Linked DNA regions of Astyanax mexicanus: region 1 is linked to region 2. A link is a contact called in public Hi-C data. All regions are on one chromosome and are shown on one strand. Each heading gives the region's core, a stretch centred on a gene start, on an enhancer-like site or on the middle of the called end of the contact. The rest is flanking DNA. Distances are from core to core; before and after follow the strand shown.

Region 1 (2,980 bases), core at 169-2,668, 50 kb after region 2:
TGTGTGTGTGTGGATTAGCATTATCCTACTGAAAAATCCTGCATCACACACACTATATTATAATTGTTTAATTCGCTTAGAATAACAGCAGCAGCAGAGTTTCTCACTCCACCCACACGCTTTAAATTAACATTATTAGGAATTTCAATTACATACAAAGTTAAACATCACAACAAAGAGAAGTGTATATAAAAAAATACAGCAATTTACATGCAATACAAACATTTACAATTCATACACACAGGGGTTGGACAATGAAACTGAAACACCTGGTTTTAGAGCACAATAATTCATTGTGGTGACGGACAGTTCTGGTGGAAACAGGAGAGTTGAGGTGCACATTGAATTCTGCCGTGATTTGATCAGCCGTGGTTTTATGTTTTTTGGATACAATCCGGGTTAGCACCCATACATCCCTTTCAGACAGCTTCCTCTTACAGCGTCCACAGTTAATCCTGTTGGATGTGGTTGGTCCTTCTTGGTGGTATGCTGACATTACCCTGGATACCGTGGCTCTTGATGCATCACAAAGACTTGCTGTCTTGGTCACAGATGCTCCAGCAAGACGTGCACCAACAATTTGTCCTCTTTTGAACTCTTTTGTCACCCATAATGTTGTGTGCATTGCAGTATTTTGAGCAGAACTGTGCTCTTACCCTGCTAATTGAACCTTCACACTCTGCTCTTACTGGTGCAATAATGTGCAATTAATGAAGATTGGCCACCAGGCTGCTCCAATTTAACCATGAAACCTCCCACACTAAAATCACAGGTGTAATCGCACGAGGGTCCATGGATGTTGGTTCTTAGTTTTTGTTTTAGCATTTTTTTAGTTTTTAATTATTTTTTTTTTTTTAACAGATTTGGGATCTCACATGTTGATAGCACAGTTTGTGGTAAAATCAGACACAGTCAAAAAAGTAAAAAGTAACACATATATAAACACACATATGGAATTACATAGTAAACAGTGAACAAAAAAAAATTAACAATCCCCTGATCTAATCGCCTGATTGTTTTGCATCTCGTTTTCCACAATTTACAGTTTACAACACAGATAACAAGCCAATAAAATTCTCTATTATTTTTTAAAAGATTATTTATATTCATTAAAGACGCCGTACTTAACAGAGGTACAATTTATATCTACATTATCTATTTTTTTATTCTATTTTTTCATATTACACCACAGTTCTTTCACTCTTTCACATTCTAACAAGAGATGTTCAACAGTTTCATGCCGTGCTCGTCCTTGGCATTTCAAAGAGCCTTTTTAATCACCATTTTTGACACATCTACATTTAATTCTAGTGAATTCCCCAGTAAAACATGCAGAATGAAGAGGGGAGGGGGGGGGGAACGGCTGGTAACATTATATGGAGCTGAACGCTCCGGCTCAGGGGCTCAGGATGCACTGGGCTCATTAGGGTCACCACACAATAACCCGATAAATGAGGGGAAGTTGGCTGCAGGCGGCGAGATGACTCAGTTCTGGGGGCTGACGATGGAAGGCTGCTAATTTTAAAGCGTTAGATGTGCGTAAGAGAGAGAGAGAGAGAGAGAGAGAGAGAGACTGATCAAATATGAAAATGTTCTCTCTCTCTCTCCAGATGTGACGCGTATGACTCACCCACCACTTGACAGGGTTACATAACGCAGGCCTTCTTCATTATTGGTTGACAACGCCTCACATTCATCCTGCCCTTGCTGTGACTTTCAAGGGCTACAGTTGGAGAAGTGTTCTTCAGAATGTATAAGGTACTTAGTGCCTCTTACTGGTGGAACACAGGAATACAGAACTTCAAGGAAAAAAGATGAGATTTTCTGTTTGTTTGGGGTAACAATAAAAAACAATTTGTTATTTTTTTCGTTCTTTATTTATTTAGTTACAAGTTCATGATTATTAACGGCAATTAAGGAACACATATTGAATTATACAGTAAACAGCAAAAAAGTGTCCTCAACAATCCCCCGATCTAAACCTGATCAACTGAGGCCCCGTCCACACAAATCCATATGTTTTTAAAAACTGAGGTTTTTGTCTCAGTTTTGGCCTTCCGTCCGCACGAAAACAGCATTTTTGATCACTGAAAACGGAGCTTTTTCAAAACACCTTCCAGCGGATCTGTGTGGACGGGGAAAACAGAGCTTCTGAAAACACTGACGTCACACAGTGAGTCTGCACTTTTTCTTTACACTAGCTTAGACTGTTTAGAATGAGCCTGAAACAGGGACAGAACCTGGATTAATCACTGCGATTTGCGGATTAATGACATGTTTACAGCTTAATTTAATGTTGCTCTCACATTAAGTAACACAGCGGAGGCACCTAAATATGCTGCATGCAGTTTTTTCTGATCCTCCTGTCTGGAGGTACAAACCTTTCGGTGAGAGAAGATTCTGGTCATTGGAATTCTGGAATGCCATTTCCATGTGGACGGGGAGATTTCTGAAAACGCAGCTCGTGTGGATGAAAATATTTTTTTTAAATGGAGACAAAAACCTCAGTTTTTAAAAATATCCAGATTCGTGTGGACAGGGCCTGAGATTTTCAACCCTGGTGCTGAAAGCTCCTTCACACTCAGCTCTGCTTCCTGCAAGCTGTAGCCTCCGAACTACATTTACCAGGATGCACCACACACTGACATCACACCCAATTCTGATCACATGACATTTCCAAGAAGTAGATCACCTGAGTAATAGCCACATGGTTTAGCCCTATAACAGTGGATCATTTGCTCATTTGAGTCAATGCATTTTTTTCTATTGCCTGTGTTACTCCCACTTATTTTAACCTTGCTTTTGTATTTAACGACCTTGATTATTGCCAGCACTCTGATATTGCATTGCCATGTTTGACCCCTGGAGCTTCACAGAGTGAAGGAAAAGCAGCAACTATTGTTCAGCACCTCCAGGAACTCCTTCCTTCAAGACGCTGAGAAAACTATTCCAGGTGCCTCTCCCTCATGAGGACACTGAG
Region 2 (3,188 bases), core at 372-2,871:
CAATAATAACAGTTTATACTTGAATTCATACTTACATCTGTTATATTTGGTAGCAGCATACCTGGTCATGCACTGTAGCTACTAGTACATGCTAGTATGCTAAGCTGCTGTACTGCTTAATTGCACTCTTCACTTTGTTTATATGGTATGATATATACTATACCTTACCATACTGATCTATTCCCTTAACACAAACAGCAATATAATCAGCCAATTTTTATAATCACTAACCTATATATTATCTACAGTTTATTTATAGTATAGTAAGAAAAATAACCAACTTTATCTGTTGTTTATTGTGCTTAATATTGTCTAATTGTCTAAGCACCCTGTGTTTTGTTTATTGCATTTGCATTATAGCTCTAGCCAAATAGTTTCTTTGTACAGTACAAATCAGTATACATTTAAAGATAGTTATGGCTACAAAATATGTAAATATATAGTTTCACCTTCATTACTTCAATGTGGACATAAGCGATAAACACTGCACATTGCATTGATGGAAATGTAAGAAAGTCATGTAAGGTCAATTATTAATAATTAAAAGTATATTTTTTATTTGTACATGATGCAAAAGCAAATTTAGCTTTGTTCTCATTTACTATCTGTTTCTGAGCAATATCTTTAATTTTTCTCCAATCTCAAAAGGGGTGAATTATTTAAGTTTTGGGTGACATTCTGTGAAAATTCCTGAAGTAAAAAAATATTTTATTGTTAAAGTTTTTTTTTTTATATATCGTAGTCCTACTGACAATATCATATAGCTTAAACATAAACTTTTCTTACATTTTTTTGATTATTTTATTTAAACAATAGATAGATAGATAGATAGATAGATAGATAGATAGATAGATAGATAGATAGATAGATAGATAGATAGATAGATAGATAGATAGATAGATAGATAGATAGATTTATATGCTGTTAAATTCGTTCCGGTTTAACATTGCCTGGGTGTAGTTTTACGGTGCGCTTCGGTACGGGATGCGCGCGGAGTGTAGGCTATTCCACTCATTCATGAATCGCTACAAATAGCGCTGCGCTGTGGGACAAAATCCTACGTAAATTTATGCGTAAAACCTAAGGGGCGATTTTTTTTTTCTTTTACTTTTAACAGCGGCGTTTTTACAGTTGTACCAAAACGCGCAGGCTATTTTTAAAAATAATGTAATGCTTGAGTTTATTATTATTATTTATTAGGTTAATTCTACAGGCATACATTGCACATATGTATAACAGATATATAAGTAGATACAACAGTAGATTAAACAGCGCTATAAACCCAAAATATAAATAAAAATAAAATACATTACCTTTTTTGAAAAAGATTTAGAGATTCCAGTCCAAAATCGCCTGAGTGAAGTCCTCTCGATATAAACCGGGTCAAGCCGAAATTCTGATTTTAATAGTTTATATTAAATTATCTGCCAGCTCTAGGCGCGTTAATGGAAGATGTTCCGGATCATTGATCTGTTACCGGCTGTTATCTCCGTTATCTCTCGCGCTGCCTCCGTACATCACTCGTGTGTGCTCGGTTCTGAGCGCGAGACTCCTATTTGTAGCTTCTCTCCGGTGAGGTTCAGGCGAGGACTCGCGCTCGCCTTGTCTGAACTGCGCGGCCGCGTGTGGGAGCCGCTGATAGAGCCGCGCGCCAGACATTTCTATTTCTACCCGTTTTGGTGCAAGCCCCGCCTTCTGTGCCCTGATTGGCTAGTGGTTTACATTTCTGGGCATTATTCTGAGTGTATTGGCTGGCTTTGGCTTTATAGTTATTATTTACATTTTAATACATACCACAAAAGGTTGTTGCTTTTACACACTTCACAAAAATCACTTTGAACATCTCAATTATTGCCTAGCCATATACAGCTCCGGAAAAAAAGTAATTTTGGAGGCCACTTCAGAATTATTGTGTAGTAGTTCAGCAGTGCTGTTTTACTTAAAGTTCACCTGTCAAATCTATAAATGTTTTCTTCATTTGCTATAAAGATTATTATATACATAGTATATGCAAAACCAGTCAAAGTTTATTCATTTTTTAAAAATCTTCTACGTTGTAGATTAATATTAAACACATCTTGGCTGGGTTTTCTCAGTCAGCTTTATGAGTCAGTTATCAGCTGTGCTGAACTCGTCAAGAGTTAATTACTTAAATTTCTTGTCTCTTAATGTGTTTGAGAGCATTAGTTGTGAAGTGGTAGAGTTGGTATACAGTGAATAGCTCATATTTGAGTAATGTTCTAATCCACATTATGATAAGCAAGAACTACTCAACTAAGTAAAGAAAAAAGATGATCAAAAACGTTATGATGATAAAAGTGGCTCTCATCAGGACTGCTACAGGAAAGAAAGAGCAAGAGTTTCCTCTGGATAAGTTAATCAGAGTTACCAGCCTCAGAAACCGCAAATGAACAGCTCCCATGATAAGAGCACCTAAATGCTTCACAGAGTATTTTTTTGTTAGTTTAACACTTTTAAGTTACTACGCGATTCCTTGTGTGTTCTTTCATAGTTTGAAACTATAAAAAATAAAAACAATTGAATGAAAAGGTGTGTCCAAACTTTTGACTGATGTTGTACCCTAGAGTATTAGTGTGTATAACAGAAATAGGACACAGCCTAGTGCGGTCCTTCTAAACTGGGCTATGTTTTAATACTCACAATATGGTATAATGAATAATAACAGCTGGATAGTAGTTTATAAACTGTGGTCTAGATCTCTCTCAGGGGGCGTGGTCTGTCTGAATACGGGTGGGCCGCTGTGTTGGTCATTACTCCGGTGATCCGAGTTCACCGGGTACCGCCGCTAATCTCCCCTCTCTACAGCTCCTCTCAGTAATCTTTTCCAAACCATTAAGTAATATTGCTCAATCGCCCCGCCCCCCCGCTCCAGCGTCCTCACAGCGCGCGCGGCTATCCTCAACAGATGATACGCATATTTTTAGAGATTGTCTATCAGCAGCGCCAGTGACGCGCGGTGCGCTACTTCCCATTTTTAAAAACGCGATTACGTGAATATGGTTACAAAAGACTCACAGCATGAGCTGTGAAGATTATTCATACTCATGATTCACGAGCCTAATCACCCCGAATTACTTTTAAAACTTTAAAAACAGGGACTTCAGTTTAAGTCCTGCTGAGACAACATCACACTGTTGTTTTTGTTTTAGGATTTCAACTACAGTAGA

What was found. A called contact is a pair of places that touch in the nucleus more often than the background predicts.
Region 1: a Hi-C map of blood shows a contact between it and region 2, with 3 times the contacts expected there. The contact joins the enhancer-like site here to the promoter of nfil3-6 in region 2. A contact is called at or near these places in 3 of 3 Hi-C or Micro-C datasets (blood and muscle).

What each region holds. Positions count from the first base shown.
Region 1 is chr19:38,668,328-38,671,307 of AstMex3_surface, forward strand. No RefSeq gene overlaps it. Among protein-coding and RNA genes, the nearest start is that of LOC103029673, 15 kb to the right of the region's middle. Within about 2 kb of position 1,419, the one cell type or tissue checked has an H3K27ac peak away from gene starts, as active enhancers do.
Region 2 is chr19:38,618,232-38,621,419 of AstMex3_surface, forward strand. nfil3-6 (nuclear factor, interleukin 3 regulated, member 6) reads right to left here and starts at 1,622. Exons shown (of 2, transcript XM_007241445.4): 1 at 1,314-1,622.